Regions from separate parts of the Mus musculus genome. Here all the other regions are linked to region 2. A link is a contact called in public Hi-C data. All regions are on one chromosome and are shown on one strand. Each heading gives the region's core, a stretch centred on a gene start, on an enhancer-like site or on the middle of the called end of the contact. The rest is flanking DNA. Distances are from core to core; before and after follow the strand shown.

The links. A called contact is a pair of places that touch in the nucleus more often than the background predicts.
Region 1: a Hi-C map of muscle stem cells shows a contact between it and region 2, with 2.3 times the contacts expected there. The contact joins the promoter of Trmo here to the promoter of Tdrd7 in region 2. A contact is called at or near these places in 1 of 39 promoter capture datasets (stem cell-derived epiblast-like cells), 1 of 484 Hi-C or Micro-C datasets (muscle stem cells) and 2 of 115 datasets of contacts at active chromatin or transcription factors (extraembryonic endoderm stem cells and pancreatic cancer cells).
Region 3: a Hi-C map of muscle stem cells shows a contact between it and region 2, with 1.9 times the contacts expected there. The contact joins the enhancer-like site here to the promoter of Tdrd7 in region 2. A contact is called at or near these places in 3 of 39 promoter capture datasets (the C10 cell line, embryonic stem cells and stem cell-derived epiblast-like cells), 2 of 484 Hi-C or Micro-C datasets (liver and muscle stem cells), 1 of 115 datasets of contacts at active chromatin or transcription factors (pancreatic cancer cells) and 1 of 9 other capture datasets (adipose tissue).

Annotation. Positions count from the first base shown.
Region 1 is chr4:46,388,095-46,390,794 of GRCm38.p6, forward strand. It overlaps Trmo (tRNA methyltransferase O), which reads right to left and starts at 1,343. Exons shown (of 5, transcript NM_001347095.1): 1 at 1,224-1,343. The coding sequence starts at 1,299.
Region 2 is chr4:45,970,906-45,973,605 of GRCm38.p6, forward strand. It overlaps Tdrd7 (tudor domain containing 7), which reads left to right and starts at 1,392. Exons shown (of 17, transcript NM_146142.2): 1 at 1,392-1,531.
Region 3 is chr4:46,306,226-46,308,925 of GRCm38.p6, forward strand. All of the region lies in intron 2 of Gm12447, which reads left to right. The region is part of intron 4 of Gm12446 (predicted gene 12446); the gene reads right to left. Among named protein-coding and RNA genes, the nearest start is that of Gm12447, 3.4 kb to the left of the region's middle. Within about 2 kb of position 1,331, at least 8 of the 459 cell types and tissues checked have an H3K27ac peak or open chromatin away from gene starts, as enhancers often do. A contact at or near this core is called in liver and muscle stem cells, where this site is marked.

The sequences.
Region 1 (2,700 bases), core at 93-2,592, 420 kb after region 2:
CACTCCAGATCTCCATTTTATTTAATTTGCATCAAACCTATCTATCCTATTATATCTTATTAGCACAACCAGTAAGATCTAGCACTAACTCTCACAATATGTTTCCTTGCTTTTTGCTTATACAAACTCTTTTTACTGTTGTGATGTATTAGACCTATTTTAAATCCTTGGGAGACAGAGGCAGGCAGATCCCTGAGTTGGAGGTAAGCCAGAGCTACGAACACACAATTTTTTTTTTTTTAAAGTCTTTAGGTGTAGCTCAGGTATACCCAGAACCCTTCCTGCCACAAGAAGAGGGCAGCACAAAGTGGAGATTCTTAGAGGTTCTAATTCATTACCTCAAAGCTCTAAACCAACAAGAGGACAGCCTGGTCTACAGAGTGAGCACAGGCCAGCCGGGGCTTCACAGAAAAATCCTGTCTCCAGGGTAGGAGTGTGGAGACAAAAATACTCTTATACAGAGGGGGGAAAAGAATATATATATATATATATATATATATATATATATATATATATATATACATACATACACATATAGTATGTATGTAAGTTAAAGCATAATACACCTGCCAGCCACTCCAAAGACCTCAGTGCCACTTCTTGCATCTCTGTCGACTGCTTCCAGGAGCTGCAATCTGATCTTTATCATCGTTTACTTCCTTTCAGAAAGAGATCTTATCATATGTACTTTCGAGCCTAAACAATACATTTTGAATTCTATAAAAGCTGACACCACCCTGTAAATTATCTATATAAACTGCCTTTCTCTCTCCATCTATATTGTGTGCGCTTCTGACAACTTTGACGTTTTCTCCAAGAATATTTACAATTACTACTGTATAGTTTTTGTTTGTTTGGGGGTTTTGTTTTTAAATCCTCATCCATGTACTGGTGGGAAAAGATTAAAGGCGAAGAAACTTGGACCAAATGAGGGCATCAGTCACACACATCCCACCTTCCTGTAACCCCCTACGGAAAAAGACCACACTACACACGTGGCCGACGCAGCTACTGTACTGAAACTAAGCCCAGACCACACCCCGTGTACCAAGATCCTAATACGTCACTCCCGTTAGCCTTAGCATGTCACGTGGTCGTCGAGACACGTGACCCTTACTTTGGCGGCAAGGACAAGAATGTACGTCAGGTGGCTCGCGTTCTTCTGGCCAGGGAAGCGGGCCGCCTAGCTTAGGGTGCGGCGCCACCTTTTTCCATAACGTTACCTGCCTCCAGGGCCGGCTGAACGCACCCACATGGGGCCGCCGTAGCACACGAGCCCTGCTTCTCCAAGCCGCGCATGGTTACAGGCCGCTGAGTCGTCCGCGCGCCCAACGCTGATTTCCGCTTCCGCGCGTTAGGCTTTGGCGCCTGCGCAGTTGTCGCTAGGTGCCGGGTCTTGGAGAACGCGCTCAATGGCGGCCGAGCTGCCGCGTGGAGGGTGGGTTCCCGGACGCCGTGAGGCCCATCATTCACCCACCACGCGGCGATGGCGGCCTCGCGACAGCCTGCACCATACCCTCCGAAGGTGGGACATGTGGATAAAGATGTACACGCAAAGATACCCTTGAATTATAAGCGGCCTCGGTGACCAAAAATAACCTTGAGTTTAAAGGGAAAGGATGTGAATGTCCATCTATGATCACATAGCAAAAGAACTGGAGTTTGGGACTTTTTTTTTTCCATTTATTGTGTGCGCGGGAGCATGTCAAAGTCAAATGACAAAATGCCGGAGCCGATACTCCTCATGGCCGCGTAGCTCCCAGGATCAAAGTCAGGTCGTGTTAGCCGGTTCCTTTACTCGCTGAGCCAACTAGCGGCCCAAGAGCTGGACGTTAAATGTTTAAAATTTCCCTTGGACGTGGGCATACGTGTTATATTTATCACTCCCCTCCACTTTTTAAGTAATAACTATTTGTCGGAAAAGGGCAAGAAAATCAAGAATGGTAGGTGTTACAAGCAAGCTAGGCTAGAAGTTATTAAGTGAGAACGTTTGTGCTCCAAACCACTGGAACCGAAATAAGGATGAAGAGCCAGCAAAAACCGTATTTTCTCTCCCTGCTCCAATTGCCTGCTCTTTAGCCACTTGTAAGATTCTTTAACCGCCCCTCCCCCCCAAAAAAAGATTCTTTAACCCAAACTCTTTGCATACATGATTATGTTTGGGGATTTCAAAATCTTGTTGGTTTCGAAGAGAGGGGGGAATCCACCTGACATTACCTGTAATATAAAATATTAAAAAATGCGAATCCACGGATTAAAGGCTTAACCGTGAAAAGCTGTTTCCAAGTGTTTGTTGTCACTGACTAAACAAGTCCCTAGTAGGAAATAATCAGTATTAGGAGACAGGTTTTTGAGAGAAAGTTGTGAATTCTTAAGTTAAAACTGATACTGTGCCCTCTGTCAGTTTTGTCCATGAAATTTCCAAAAGTTTTTTACCCCCCTTTTTCTTGTAGAAGATAGAGTTGTTGTCTAGCTGGAGAAACAAGTTTGTGTGCCTTTGGGCAACACGTACACGCTGTAAAAATGGGCTAAGCTGCAGTTGCCACTAGTCGGCGCTGTTAATAAGACAGTCAAAAGTGAAAGGGGCTTGCCCTCCATCAAGATCTGCCACTCACTGCGTCTAATTCCCAACTCTGCCAACCACTGAGACTCAAAACCAAGTAGACTTGGAGATACTAGACCTAGGAATCTGTCATTAAA
Region 2 (2,700 bases), core at 142-2,641:
AGAATCAAGGCAATGTAGAGAATTCTGTTTCAGAGACACTTCGGCAGCTTTAGGCAGGGACCAGATGTGAGATTATGAAAGAGAACAGTGTTCAAAGAACACCCCTGGTCAAAGCCTTAAGACAGAACCTACTGAGCACAGGATATCCGGCTTTTCACGATCTCCTTCCAGTCTATTCATCGCCTACTGCAGCTTCCCAATGAATGCAAAGTTCCTTAAGCACAAGGTTTATAGGCCCTATACACTGTTGCTATTTGTCAGCAGGTATTGAGTCTGTAACAGTTAATTGTCTGCTCACCCACTGAAGGATGTTTATGCTATCTCTGTGTCTTTAAGTATTGCAAGCAAGGCTGATTTAAACATCCTTGTACGGGTCTGTGATGAATAAGCCCTTTCCTTTCTCTTGGGTCAATACCAGGGAGTGGAAACTCAGGGAGCCAAGGTTATAAAGTACTAGTGTATGCAACGACACAGAAGAGTCTCAATAGAATTCTGATGAGTGAAGAAAGCCAGATCCTCCCCCTTAATGACAATACATATGAAATAATTATATTTATATAAAACTCCAGAAAAAGCAAGAGCTCTATAGTAAGTAAGTGGGCACTTACAGGACTAAACGGTAGGGAATGAGGCAAACATTATAGAAAGAGAGAGAACTTTGAGGGTGTGGCTATGTTCCTCATGTTACTATCTGTGATTGTTTCTCTGTTGTATGCATACCAAACACATGAAAGTGTACATTTGAATCGTGCAGCTTATAGTATGGCAAGTGTACCTCAAACTGTTAAAAAAAATTGCTGATTGAGTAAGCAGCAGCAGGCTTTCAGCAAAAATATACAGAATGATGCCAAGTTTTCACAACGGGTTAAAGCAATCCAGCATTAAATAAATGTTAGTGGAATTACCGTGGAGTGAATAAATAGCAGCTATTCAACGTGTTTTGAATGAATTAAAGAATTTGATAAGTATTTATTTTATGCTTATTATATACTGGGCAGTGTTCTAGGATCTCTGCCCTCAAACAGCTTTAGTTTTAGAGCAGTGGATGAAAGCAGCGTTGTTACACACGCGTGAAGGGTATGTGGCAAAGCATTTTAATATAGTCCCCCTCCTCCAAAGAGTGACCTAGAAGACAGCTAAAGACAGACTGTCTAGAAGATGAAAAGAAGTATTGAGATGCTGAAGAGAACGAACTTTGTGGAAAGAGAAATAAATCCACACCCCGAGCGTCAGGACGGCGTGCGCACGCGCAGAAACCGCTAGGCGGCGTCGGTTTCCCTTCTCACACGCGGACCTCGAAGTGGGCAGCCGTGGCCGGAGCGCCTGCGTCTGCGCAGAGCTAAGCCGGCCGGCGAAGGGGCGGGGCGTGGTGCGACGGGGCGTGGCCCAGAGGGCGGGGCTTTAGGTGATTCCCAAGCCACGGCTCAGGCCGTGCGGGGAAACCGAAAGTGGGCGGCGGCCGCCCTGGCGGAGGGAGCGGAGGGAGCCGGGCCCAGAGGCGCGGGCTTGGGCCGCGGGTCCCCGGGACGAGGTGAGCTCGGTCGGGGCGCGACAGGTGCGGGCGACGCGGGGCGGGCTGCGGGACGGCAGGGCACGGGCAGGACAGCGGCTGGGCGCGGCGCCTCAGGCCCGGGCCTGGTCCCCGCCGTGGCGGGGTTCCAGAGCGTCGTGCGTGACGCCCCGGGACGTCCACCCAGCCGGTCGCGGTGCAGCAGGAGCTGCAGAGGGGGGCGTGGGAGGCGCGCAGCTCTGAGCAGGAAGTAGCTCCCGGTCAGGAGCAACCGGCCTCGGCCGCCCGTGCTGGGCAGCGGTACCCGAGCTCTGCGCAGTTGTGCCAGCCCCGCGGGCCACACTGCGGCGGCCTCCGCCCTCGAGACCGGCCGGTGCAGGCCGCGCACATCACACAGGACCTACACGTAGCCGTTCCTGTCAACCGTGAGCGCTGGGGAGGAAACAAGCATTCACGGAGAAGTTGTCTTGGAAGTCAAGTGGGAGCTGACAGCCTTTCTGCTCCTGTCCGCTTGAGGGTACATTTCTGTCAATATCCAGGGCTACCACTACCCAGTCATCTTGGGGAGCAGGGAAGAGAGGTGTGTATAGATGTTAAAGCCCAACCCCAAAGGATTCTGATACCAACACCACAAACTAACCGAGAAAACCACGATTCGTGTTGGTGGTGCCCACCTATGCTCTGCAGGTGGACGTTTGCAGAGAAGTGTTCTTGGAACTAGAAACGCCTTTAGTGGCAGAAGTGTAATTTAGAACTAAATCCCTGTCTCTTCCCGACCTCCATGATGTGGATGAAAATGTGGCATTCTACAGTGCGGCCTTTGCAGATAATGTATTGGAATCTGAGCTTCTAAAGCTTAAATGTAAGGTCGGGAATCAATTGCACCTCTGGTCTCTAAGTCTGCTCAAGAACCGAATGGGAATAGCTAACTGACCCTTTGAAGTGTTCTCAAGACAAGATAAGTCTTTGGCTCATAATAATAATCTTCTAAAGAGGCTTTCTATTTACCCAAACTGCCCATATTTTACAGGTTGGGATTTCAAGGTTTTTGATGACAGGGACACGCAAATTTTTAGGATAAGTTAGCATATAGTGTAGACTCAGCTGACGTAGGCGAGCTTCAGTTACATGCAAAGGACTGTGCTGGCCATAGAGCCCGCAGCTCCTCAGCCCTTCTCTTTGGTAGATTT
Region 3 (2,700 bases), core at 81-2,580, 340 kb after region 2:
ACCTCGGGGGGGGGGGGGGGGGGGACAAGGAGAAGTCACAAAGTATTAACCGAGAAAGATCATCCATTCTAACTAGGATCTCTCGGTGCTGAATTCAAAGCCTCAAACTTGTGAGGAACACGTTTCTGTTGTTCGTAAGTCACCCGGCTATGGCGTCTTTTTATAGCTATTTCCTACTGTCCTGTTAGTTGCCTGCCCTTCACTGTAGCCACGTGGCACTTACTGGTGTGTGTGTGTTACATGTACTTATGTAGTATGTATGTATGTATGCATGCATGCATGCATGCATGTACCAGGCAGCATGTGTGAACTTCAGAGAACAACTTGGTAGAGTCACTTCTGTCCTTCCTCCTTTAGATAGATTTTGGGATCAGACTCGGGTCACTAGGCCTGCACAGGAAGCCCCTTTACCCACCAGGCCACCTTGCCAGTCCCGTGTGCAAGGATCCACTTGTCTATAAATCTCAACCCAGACACTTCTTGTACATAGATTTTCCCTGACTTCTCCAATCCCTAACTACCTAGGCATCGTTCCTATTTGCTTGCAAAATAAGAATGTTTGGGCTCTTATGATGAATATTTTTGATAGAGTTATATGGATTAAGTTTTAATTAAAATTCATATAAAGAGTGAGGTGCAGTGGTGAATGCATGTAAAACTAGCACTTGAGAGGCAGGGGCAGGAAACTTGCCAAAACTTCCAGGCCAGATTGAACTATAGAGTAAGACCCCCCCCCCATCTCAAAAATAAAGCTAAAACTGACTTCAATGCATCTAGAAAATAGAACTCTAGACAGTATCTGAAAGGCTATCTGCCAAAATCTTAATAGAGATCCTCTGTGAATAGTGGGATTATAAGATATTTTAATCTTACTCATTTTGCCTACCTGTCTCTTCTGCATTTATCTAATTATGAGATTTATAAATGAAAAAAAGAAAAGTCCGTTGACTGGCCATCTGTAATCACAAGCCTGAGGCAACTGGCTAGGGTAAATTGGGGTTTTTGGCGTGCCTTGCCAGTTTGAGAGGGGAGGAGTCTACATGCCAAGGTAAAATGCCTTCTGTTCCCAGTTCAAGTACACAGCAGGAAGAAAAGGCGGCTGCTGCTTTGGTAGAAATGGATGCTGTAAGAATGTTCATTCATTGAAGAACGTAGCCAGGGGCTTTCTAAACTGATAGTATTCGTCAATGCCTTGGAGATCTTCTAGTTCCACCCCCTCACCTTGGAACCGGAAGACTTGGTGGCCTGCCAGACCTGCCGGATCACACAGGGAGGTGATGGCAGAGCTGGAATTTGGATGCGTTCCCTCACTCCCTGCTCTCTGCTCATTCCAGCATATGTTCCCACCCATCCCCAGTCATGCGCCCGAGACACACACACACACACACACACACACACACACACACACACTCGAAACAGTCATCTCTGCAGCTGTTGCATTCTAGTCTCACAGTTTCCTGCAGAGCAGTCACCAAGCATTCTTCCATAACTGTCCCTTTTTTTTTAATGTTGCGTATTGTATCGTCTTCCCCCTATGAGGTAGGCATGAGCATCCTCTGCTCTTTGAGGACCCTGAGATTCAAGGGAGTAATTTTCTCAAGGTCAAGTATTAAAAACAGAATTCAAGGACTCCCAGGAAAGCCCTCCCTGCCCAGGAACTCCTTGGTCCACACTGCCATGCCAGGGGGGTGTCTGGTTTTAGGGTGGCAGAGAAATGGTTTTGAGAGGTTTAAAGTCCTCCGGGTCTCCATTTCATGCTGCATTCCAGTCCTGAAGCTGTGTTTAAGGGTAGTTTAAAGCGTGACTTCTGCAATCTGGATCCTGGCTCTGCCGCCTAGTTATTGTGCAACTTTGGGCAAGTTACTTAGTTTCTCTGTGCCCCGGGTTTCTCCTGTGCAGAGGGTGGGTAATAACAGCCCTTAATTCACAGAGATAGGACAGGGATGTGGTGAGTTACAACATGAAAGCACATGAAACGGTGCCTGGCACGTGGGGAGCTCTTCCAAGCATTACCATCATTATCGCTTATCCCACCATTACTATCACAAAGCACTTGGATCTCGAATAAGGGCCAGCGAGATGGCCCAGCAGGAAAAGGTGCTTGTTGCCAAGCCTGACGGCCTGAGTTCAATCCCCGCATCCTTGTATGTGTCGGAAGGTTGTCTGTCTCACACACGCTATCATATATGTGCACACATAATTCACTATACACAAGCAAATGTAATAAGAACAAAACTGTGAGTGCTAAGACAAAGATGTCTTCCTGGAGGAAGGCATCTGGAGGGATTGTCTGGAAGCCATACACAATCAGAAGCTAACAGTGCGGCAGATGCAGTAACGTGCATGTGATGTCACTTGTCCGAGGGATTGGCCCAATTTGGGATGGAGCCCAGCTCCCCTGAGCCGGTCTCTGTTCCTCCTCACGGTTTGGAATTTGCCTCCACACTGAACATGTAGGCATGATCTGAAGTCTTTCCACATGGCACCAAAAAGAGGTTCCTGAGGCCACGGCTGCCCCGGCCGACGATGTTACTAATGTGGAAATAGCCAATAAACATTCACCAAGTGAGTCAATGAATCAAAGGTGTTAGGGAGAAGCCTGCCAACTTTCTCCTCAGTTCTCCTCCATGTGTAGGCATGAAGCAAAGGCAGGGCAAGATGTCTACAGGAGACCCGGGAGACAGCTGCCTGCCCGTTCTT